Linked DNA regions of Gossypium arboreum: region 2 is linked to region 1. The links are chromatin contacts, called in public Hi-C maps. All regions are on one chromosome and are shown on one strand. The core of a region is the stretch at or near the end of the contact, and the rest is flanking DNA. Distances in the headings are between cores, read along the strand shown.

The links. A called contact is a pair of places that touch in the nucleus more often than the background predicts.
Region 2: a Hi-C map of leaf shows a contact between it and region 1, with 2.4 times the contacts expected there. The contact joins the promoter of LOC108486496 here to the enhancer-like site in region 1. A contact is called at or near these places in 3 of 5 Hi-C or Micro-C datasets (all in leaf).

What each region holds. Positions count from the first base shown.
Region 1 is chr6:126,527,220-126,532,454 of ASM2569848v2, forward strand. No RefSeq gene overlaps it. Among protein-coding and RNA genes, the nearest start is that of LOC108486649, 15 kb to the left of the region's middle. Within about 2 kb of position 3,287, at least 2 of the 2 cell types and tissues checked have an H3K27ac peak or open chromatin away from gene starts, as enhancers often do. A contact at or near this core is called in leaf, where this site is marked.
Region 2 is chr6:126,567,309-126,572,543 of ASM2569848v2, forward strand. LOC108486496 (protein unc-13 homolog) reads right to left here and starts at 3,140. Exons shown (of 5, transcript XM_017790579.2): 1 at 2,255-3,140; 2 at 1,028-1,894; 3 at 243-701; 4 at 1-11. The coding sequence starts at 2,758.

The sequences.
Region 1 (5,235 bases), core at 2,037-4,536:
TGGTAAATAAGAGTTGTTTCAAAGTCCCTTACATGTTTGGTTAATGGAATTAGATTAAAATGTTAGATTTTAAGTTATAAGCTTAAGGACTAAATTGTGAAAAGGTTTAAATGTTAAGGGTAAATTGATAATTTTGCATAAATATGAAATAAGGATTGAATTAAATGTGAATTGAATGTTTAAGGTTAATTGAAGTACTTAATTGAATATAATTATCTATTTAGATCAAGATAAACCACGTACGGATCTAGATTAAGGGAAAACAAAAGCTTTGGGTTAGCTCGATTTAACCTTCACGCCCCTAGCCATCGAGGTAAGTTCGTATGAACATTTATCATGTTTATGTTATTTAAATTGATTGTTATAATGTTATTCATGTTGCAAATGGATCGATATATGAACATGTCAATGTTATGATGAATTGACGGATATTAAGTCCCTGTTGAACTTTAGGAAATCTTAGGATACAAATGACATGTCATTAGGGATTTTATGTCTAGGGTATTGGTCTTGAATATCCTATCGATGGCTGAGGTCCTGCATTTATTACAGATTCTCCACAGCTCGTGTGAGCAGCATCGTGTAGCTTATATTTCGACCCGCAGCTCGTATGAGCAATGATGTAAAGGAAAGCTTACAGTTATATGTACAGATATACTTCGTGTGAGCTTTTCCGAGTATCCGATGTAATTCTAAATGGTTCAACGGGCAAGAAAGAGGGAATGCAAAGGTAAGTGTTTGAATGGATGTATTATAAACTTATGAAAAGGAATGAAGAGCTAAATGATGTTGTATACATATGGAAAATTACATATCTTATGAATGATTCCATTTATGGTATGGATGAACCTACTAACTTGTGAGTTGGTGATGTGGTTTAGGCTTTTACTAAGCTTATGGCATTGCTAATGTTTTGTATTAATTCTATACATTGTATTATAGAAATGATAAGTTACGTTTTAAGTTTATATGAGCTTATTAAGCATTATTGCTTACGTAGTTTCTTTCCTTTGTCTTTTAGATCATCGGAAGCTCGTTTTGGTTGGAAGCTCGTTGGAGACCTATCACACTATTCATAGGTCTTTTTGGTAGTTTTTGAACATTTTGGCCAAGGTTTATAATGGCATGTATAGGATGACGCGTAATATTATTTTGATGAATGGCTTGTTGGTGTTTTGGCATGTATAATTTTCGAAACTTATCTTAGTTTAGTACTATTTGATACCTTATGGTTGTCTTACTATGCAAGTTTGAATGGCTCTTATGGTATGTTTTGAATGGTTTGATAATAGTCAAGTTTGTGGCATGTTTTGGTAAGTATTGAACTAGGATTTGATGATTGAAATGTGGTAATATTGACATGTTTAGGTAGGTATTGTTGAATGCATTTGAGGTGCCGTTGAATGGCATATTGGTTAGTTGAATTAGGATCTTGAAATGGCATAAATATGTGTGTTTAGGTGAGGTTTTTGGTGCCTTGAATGTGTGCATTATTGGTCTAGATTTTTTGCATAACATGGTTTTGAAATTGCTTGATTTTAGGTAAATTTGGGTCCACACAGCCTGAGATACGGGCATGTGACTCAGCCGTGTGAGATACACAGCCTGGCGATGCGGCCATGTGTCATCTAATGATTTCCTTATGTGGTAAGTCAGTGAGTTACATGGCCTAACACACGGCCTGGCACACGAGTGTGTGACATGGCCGTGTGACTCTACTTAGAGAGTTACACGGGTGAGGACACGGGCTGGGACACGACCATGTGTCCCTAGCTTGATGGTTACACAGCTTGAGACATAGGCATGTGTCTCAGCCGTGTGACCTTTATTTCCAAATTTTTGTGACTTTTACATAGATTTTCCAAATTGGTCTCGAATTGCTTTTAAGTTATTTTTAGAGCCTTGAGGGCTCGATTTAGGGACAATATGCATGTTTGTGGATGGTTTATAATGTAGTTAAGTTATTGAATGATTTAAAGTTTAAAATTTTTTGATTATATGGTAATGCTTCGTAATCCTAATCCAACGACGGGTTAGGGGTGTTATACTCATAGTTGGTCAGTCCAATATGTCATTCTCTAACATATACTGATGTATTGATTTTGACATCCCTATGTCAATGACAATATTTTTTCATCAATCAACTACATATTAGTCTTAATGCATTATTGTTGTCCAAGCCTACAATAATACTTAACTAAGGACCTTTTAAAAATAATCATATTATTCAGGGGACATTATTATAAATTAGTTTATTTTACACACACAAAAAGTGAAACTAAAATAACAATGGCAATGCCTTTTATTAATAAACAAGGTAGAATGAATATGTGATTATAATCATCTCATGATAGGTCTTTGGGTATACTCTAATAACCAACTCATTGGAAAATTCAGAAAAAAAACATCTTTACATTCATAAATAGATAATAAAAGGAGATAGAAAGCAGACCAGGAGCTCCAACTTAGCAATTTGCTTGAATATTGCATGCTTCTGCAACATCAACACCTTCCATTGCCATAGAATTCACAATCAAACTACCCAATTCAAATTCTCGTTCGATACCCTCAAAAACACTATTTATCGCTGCCTCTATTCCTAACATATTCTAGTCTAAACGTCCAATTTCAAACCCCCGAGGTCTTCATTCAAAATCCTTCATGGTCGTCGGCTGCTAGCTAGTGTTCTCACTAGTTAAGCTCGTGTTTCTCTCCCCAAAGGCGAAACTCGTGCTTCATTTTTTCTGTAACTTGGACAATTTTACTCGGTTGAATCAATTTCATAGCCCTATACCTGTTGCTATCCAATCCACCTAAAACTTGTATAGTCTGAAAATGGAATGGGATTGTATTAACCTCCCCAGCTTTACGGCCTATTATTGCTCCATCATTAAAGTTTATAGGGCCTCGTTGAATACTCTTTTTCACAGGCTTAAGCACATTGACACCTACCTTAGGCCCAGAGGCAACTAAAATCCCCTCACCTTTAACTTTAGAATCGTTCCTTATATAAGCTGCTGCCACTTTTGGATTTCTTCCATTACTAGTCCCTTTAATCGTGCCTTTCTCAATAGATAACTCTCTTACCATATTGGCCTCTTCAACTTCAGTCAACCCTTGATTCTCACCAAGAACATCAAATCTAGAGTCTCCACCCAAGCTGCCTTGATTATCACTTGATTTACCTCCCAAACTTCTCCCCTTTCGCCATTGTTGGCGTTCGACTATCATCCACGATCCGTAATCCTCTTCTTATATCCTTCTTTGCAAATCTTGAGGAACTTGTATTTTCGGCATCGGCATCGGTATCTTAACAGAAGTCTCTTTCATCAACAATGGGAATAAATCCTTCTGGCATAAATCGACCCATGACCATAAAGCCCAACCTGAAACAAACATTTGGTAAAGATTTGTACTCTACCGTCTGCATATGCCCATCAATTCTAACTTTAGAAAACAGTGGTATTTGAAGATTTACAGAAATGGCCATTCTTGGGAACCTTCCCCTTTTTGTACTATCAGTATTCTTATCAATTTTGACAACTGAACCAATAGCCTACCTAATAACTTTGAGGAGACAACTCAAATAATAGCTTTCAGAAAGTCCAGGCAAACAAACCCATAACTTGAATACCCACCTCATCCTGTGTCGTTGAAAAATTCGGTGACCAAGGTCTCATCGTTAAGTATTGCCCAAAAATCAATTATGGCCCATTGGTCAACACCTTGTAATAGTCTTCTTCATCATTAAAGTGATCTAGGTAGTAATAGTTCTCTAAGTCCATGAGTTGGAATGGGCATTTTGTTTTCCATAACATCGTGACCCTATTCAGTAGGGAATTGAAAGCGATCTTTTTTCCAATAGTTTAATAATGATCATTTTGGCCATTTTTCTCTCAATGAAATCCTTAACTCTGTCAAAGAACGTAATCGATGGGATCCCATCGACCAACTTAGTCCACACATCCCCTTCATGGATCTCAGAATCCTCTAACATCTGTGATGAATCAGTTGAGTTTGACGATCCCATCAGTATATTCTTATAAGTTGGCTTCGGTAGAACACGGAGGATATCATTGTATTTATGGTGTAGTGAAACAATAATAAAATAATTGAAATATATATCTAATGTAACAACCCATTTTTCAGTGGTGTCGGAAATAGTAGTTTCGGGACCACAACTCCGACATATCAATTTATACATATTTATTAATTAATATTTACAAGGTCTTTACTTTTGGTATTTAAATTTAGTTATAAAATTTTAACAATTAGTTATTTAATTAAGTAAAAGAATTAAATCGTAAAAGTTGAGAAAGTTGCTCTCTATTAGTAAGGGTTATCGAATAGTTATAGAAAGTAATTAAAGGGATTAATATGGTAATTATATCATTAGGGAATGGGAATGGACGATTACATGATTAAATATATGAAATTTTAATTAAAAATTAAAAGATAATGACAATTTTGTAAATAAGCAAAGATTAAATCAAATTAAAGGTTAAATGAAACATTTTCTTCTTGTTTTCTTCTTCAACAAAATCCAATAGCCATTTTTGGAGAGGAAAAAGCTTCGGTTAGCTAGGGTTCATCAAATAGGTAAGTAAACTTTATCCATTTTTAGTAATTTTTATGCTTCTGAGCTCGTATTAGCTTAATTTAGCTAACCTAGGGACTAACGCTTAATTTAGCTAACCTAGGGACTAACTTGTGAAACTGTCAAATTTTTTAGATTATGCCAGTGATGTGTTTGGGTTGTTTTTAAAGTTTGATGGAAGATTATTAAGTTTGGTTGTTAGTTAAAACTATTTTGTAAAGTAATTTTTGATGATTTTAACGTTTAAGGATTAAATTGTTAAAGTGATAAACTTTCAATGACTTGTTGTGAATTAATCATAAATATAGGTTGAATTGGGGGTTTTTGACATTCGGCTAGGATGGGTTTTGAATAAAATTGGTTTAATTGTGAATTTTGGGCATAGAGACTAAATTGAATAAAAGTGAAATATTGAGGGTAAATTTGTAAAAATGTCAAAAAGGACTTAATTGCATAAAATGGCTTAATTTTTCTATTGCTTTAGTTAATTGAATGAAATTATTATTTTACATCAAGAACGTGTTCACAATTGTGGAAAAGAAAAGGTTGGGGATTAGTCCCTACATTTAAACCATTACTACAAATAAGTCCAGTAAGTTCGTTTATATAAGTATGTTATAAATAATATCTTTATTACT
Region 2 (5,235 bases), core at 1,890-4,389, 40 kb after region 1:
GGATCCCATACCTATAAAGAGACAACAAACAGAAACGCATAGCAATGAACGGTCAGATACTAAATGAGATTCAAGACATGACAAAGGGTAGAAACTGAGTATAATCTATAAACATAAACAAAATTCCCCTACTAAATAGCTTTCATCTTCAAATCTTCCGATTATGGAAGACGACAGAAGAATATTTCAACTGACTCAAACCACTATCAAATAATTAAAGAAAAGGAACAAAAGCCACGAACCTCTTGTTGTAGATTCCTGTCAACCCATTCCTTCAGTCTGTCTAATCTAGTCTTTATCCATGATTTCACCAGATTAGAGACTACAGATTCAGCCTCATAAGGAGGCATCTCCCTTATGATTGACTTTCCACCATCCTCACTGTCCACTGAGTTTTCAACCGCGATCTGCACAAGATCTTTCTCCAATTTTTCTGCAGCTCTTAGCACTTGTAATATATCCGGTGTCAATTCACCAATGCTGGAAACAAATTGCTTCAGCTCATTCCCATAGCAGGAATGAAGAGTTGCTACAGCCACACCGGCTGAAAGAGGATGCCACCTCTTTAATATTGGACTAAAAATTGCCTTCTCACTGAAAGCCAGTGTACTGACATCTTGTGCAAGGATGGAAAGGAAAGGAAGCTGATTTTGCTGGTTCTTATTAGATGAGCGTTTGCTAGACTTCACCTTCTCCATTATCTGTCTAAATACATTATCAACAGAGAAAACCTTGAGTCACTTTCAGACAGGAATTTAATAAACTTGGTCTAAATATAGAATTTAAGGCTAACAAAACAAATATTAGGGTTTAGTAAGGGGAAATGCTACTCATAAAGAAATGATGACGCTGCACTTGGAAAATTTGCATATTTAATATGCCTGCAAAAACTTGCGAATGCTGAAAACCTATCTCTCATGTGGAAAACGTTAAAAACGAATTTATATCATGAAATTAAACTATAGGAGCCTTGTTATCTTGCAGTGCCCAATAATATGTATGGACATTTGAAATAGTGAAAACTTGCCTGAAAAAAAGCAGTGCGCAGTGATGATCGTATGTACATATCAACTCTCTCATGAGCCACATCAATTTCCTTTCTTTTTTTACGGTACTCATGTGAGATATCTTCTACCATTATCTTTGCTGATAGAACTCCCACAGAAACAACACATTCCAATAACTCAGTGTTATCACTATGAAAATAATTGTGGTAGGCAAGAAGCCTTTTCTCAGCCCAACCTAAGATTGCACTCAAAGTAGAACTCAATATCTTGGAGTAATTGGGATCTTTCATGGACTTTGAATCCTTTTCAACTTCCATCAACAGATTATTGGCAGCAAACAATAGATCCCCTTCCACTTCACCAGTAGCCACATAACGGTTAAACAATATCCACAAGAAACAAAGATTATGCAGCATCTGATTCATTCCAAGGACTACCCAAGTCTTTTTTATGAGTTCAAGAACCTCATCAACTTCTTCAATAACAGATGTTTCATCATTAACATCAAAACAAGCTTCTAACAGCATTTGGTAAATTCTGAGATTCAATGGGAATCCATCTGCCCAGTGGATAGTCTCAGAAGCAGACCCATCAAAGGTTCTACAAGCAAGAGATAAAACAATGCTCCGGAGTGCTTGCATAGATTCATTGTTTTTTCCAGTCTCCAAGGGCTTCTCAAGGGCTCCACGAATGATCTGTCGTAGTCGCTGCGGAGCAGTGTCGGTCTTGTCCAGTGGCAAGAGAGGATGCAATAGTAATCCAGTTTCAAGAAGCTTCAGATTTCTCCTTTGCCAAGCTTCATATTCTCCTTGATTCGGAAAATCCGAAGGCTTGAGTTGCTGCAACATCTCAAGTGGCAACACTATTGACTCTATCCGTCTTCCAAGCTGATAAACGTACAGCATACATACATATGTACTGTTAATAAAAAAAATAAGAAAATTTGAGCAGCAAAAAAAAAAAAAAAACATGAATGAACTCAAACTCCACAAACATTCTCAATAATCAACAATTGAAATATCCATTTTTGTCCACTGTGATTCCAGCATAAATTATCAAATTACAAAAAATTAAGAAAATTAAAAGCTTCTAATTTATTCAGCTTAGCACAAATTACTTCTATGGAATTACATAACTTAAGCTTAAATAAAGAGAAACACCAAAAAAAGGTTGCTTTTCTCAGTAAAATTGAAAGGAAAAAAAAAAAAGACAAGAAAAAAGGTTAATATATACAGCTTTTAACAAACCTGAGCAGCAGCAACTCTCAAAAGAGCTCTTCTAACCCTGGAATCCGTTTGCTCTGAAATTCCCATCTGAACCCTCAACATCTCTCCAATTGTAACCGCCTTTTTGACTCGTTCCGTGTCAGACTCACCACTCACTTTCTTTCTCCCAGACGATCTCAATCCCAAAGCCTTCTTTACCTTACTCGCCGCCGTCGATGTCAAGGACCTTTGCAACGACGCCGTCGACGTCAGAGTCGGCGTCGCCGTCCTTTCCGAGTTCCTCTCCGACTGCGATATGTAAGTCAAAGGCTTCCCACCGGTACTCCGACAAGCTCCGACCAGAATCTCATAAGCCGTCTCACGGAGCGCCGAATCCGACAAATTCGTCGCCAACTCCCCGAAAGGACACGGCAGCGTCTCGGTCAAGAAATTAGGCATTGCCACCGCCGCCACCGTGGTCGTCGTTTGATGATGGCTGTGTCGTTTGGCTTGGCTGGAACTTCTATCCCTTAATCTACCCGACATGCTTGAGAATTGCAGAGTAAAAGAATAAATTAAAACGGGCTTAAAGATGAAGGTTTTATGGGATTGTTTACTTTACTGCCTTTTCTTTTTTATTTGTTAAGATTCTTGCTTGACTTTAAAGGAAACAAAATTAAACTTCTGCAAAATTAATCATAAAATAAAAGTTTAAAACAACAAAATAATATAGACAGACAGTCAAAGAATTTGGTGTCTTTTGTAAGAAACAAAAATGGATGAGCATTAAGAAGAAAATAAACAAAATGATGGTATTGCCGTTGTCTTTGAGGGCAGCCAGCCAGACCGAGTCAGGAGCGCGTGCCATGTAGTTTCTTCTTCTTTTCCTTTTCTTTTGTTTTTTTTAATAAAGATAATTGCTGACTCTTTCTTTATTTCTTTCTGGTCTAATTGAATTCCATCCTTATACTTTACAAAAATTTAAAATTTGGTCCCTCTATTCTAATTTGATACATTTTGATCATTGTAATTTATTAAAACTGAGAAATTAATTCAATTGTTTGAACCCATGTTAATTTGATAAAAGAAATAAAGGGATTAACTTCTCAGTTTGCATAAGGTAGAGGGATAAAATTTAAAATTAAACCCTTTTTTTTTGGTGAAATAATTTTAATGTAGATTGGGATGTTGGACCAGTTTGGCATTTAATTTACAGTTCATAATGTAGCTTAAAGTTGTTGTTTTTTTTTCTTTTCTAGATTCAAAGTTAATGTGAAACTCTAAGCATTATTTGTTGGTTTGGGTATTATGTGGTGAGTAAGAATTGAAATGGAAGAGAGGAAGTTGATGAGTGAATTTTGGTAAGTTTTTATTTCTCTTTTATTATGGCAATGATAATAACTTTGAAGTGGATGTATGACCTTAAAATTCAGATGCAATTTTTTTATTTTTCTTAATGAATTTTACTAATAAGTATCCCTAATGATAGTATTATAATGTTTAGTAATTGAAATTTTTGTTTTTAAAATGAAAATTATAAAATCTATATTTATGTTTAAACTTGAATTGTAGTTCATATGTATAATGAAACTTTAATTTTGTTTCAATTGTACACATTTAAACAAATAAATATATACATTTATTTTATATTGGAATAATATAATTGTTTGTGTATGCAATATATCAACGTAAAATAGTGCTAATTCTATGATGTTAGTGATTTATGAAACTTGAACCAAACCAAAATTTCATGTATAAAATCACACAAAATTAAAATTCATATATAACATTACACATTAAATTAAAGTTTATATACAATTTTAATATTTATCGCTTAAAATTTTAAATATTTAATTTTACCATCTCAATCAAATTGTCATTTAATTTCTATATCAACTTTTAACAACTATATTTGTTTAAAAAATCATGCCGTAAATTTCTAACATATATGAAAATTTTGATTTTATAGTAAAAGCATGTGTATACTTGTCTAAATTTATTCTACTTTAAATTTTGTCGCTTCTAAATTCTATTTAGAATTATTTTAATTCAAATTATATTTTATAATTAGATTATGTGATAAATAATTTTATTCTGATTCTCCTCATGTTATTAAAAATGATTTTATAATGACTTTTATGGGATTTATATATTTTTTTCCTTTGAGTAAACTCACAATTGAAATATCAAACTTCTAAGCTTTTTTCTTTATTATATATTTTCTCCTTTTTTTTTTTTTTTTGTTTTGTTTTGTAGATAAAAGGGCAAGTAAAGTAATAGTGTTGACTGGTGTAATAGATTAGATTGCAAACAAGTGAGAGAATGATGAGGTCAATCAACCAAAAATATTTTATTTATTACGTCTTTCAGCTTCAAGCAAAATTGTTGTCAGAATATAGAATCTCAAAATAGCTTTCTTACTACAATTTGCTTCTTTTTTGCTGCACGGATTGAGACCAATTTTTTTTATTGTCAACAAGTTTAAAATTTGCGGTTCATTGCATTCTACATCTAATTTTGTGTTTAAAATTACGATTTACTCTACTCGTCTATAATTTTACATACTATCAATAAATTAAATGGTTATTTATTATTAGAAGGTGAAGTTGTTTGATTTTATTTTTAAAGATTTTTATAATATATTATCCTTTATTAATTGATATTTTATAAAAATTTATATATAATTAATAAATTAAATACAAATTCTTTAAATTGATTAAATTTTAGTTTGATTTGTAATATAATTTATTATGGATTGAGTCGATCAATATAGAATTTTAAGCTCATTTTTAAGTTTAGTCTCGACTTAATTTGAAAAATAGACTTAAATTTTTTAAACTTAGCTCATATTAAAATATTAAACTCAAGCCTGATCATAAAAAATTTTAGATTATTTTTATATAAAAACAAATATAAAAATATAATATATCAAATATAGTAAAAATATTAAAATAAATATTTTCTAACAAATTGAAAATAAAGTGAACGAGCAAGTGATTCGGGTTGGACTAAGTCAGGCTCGA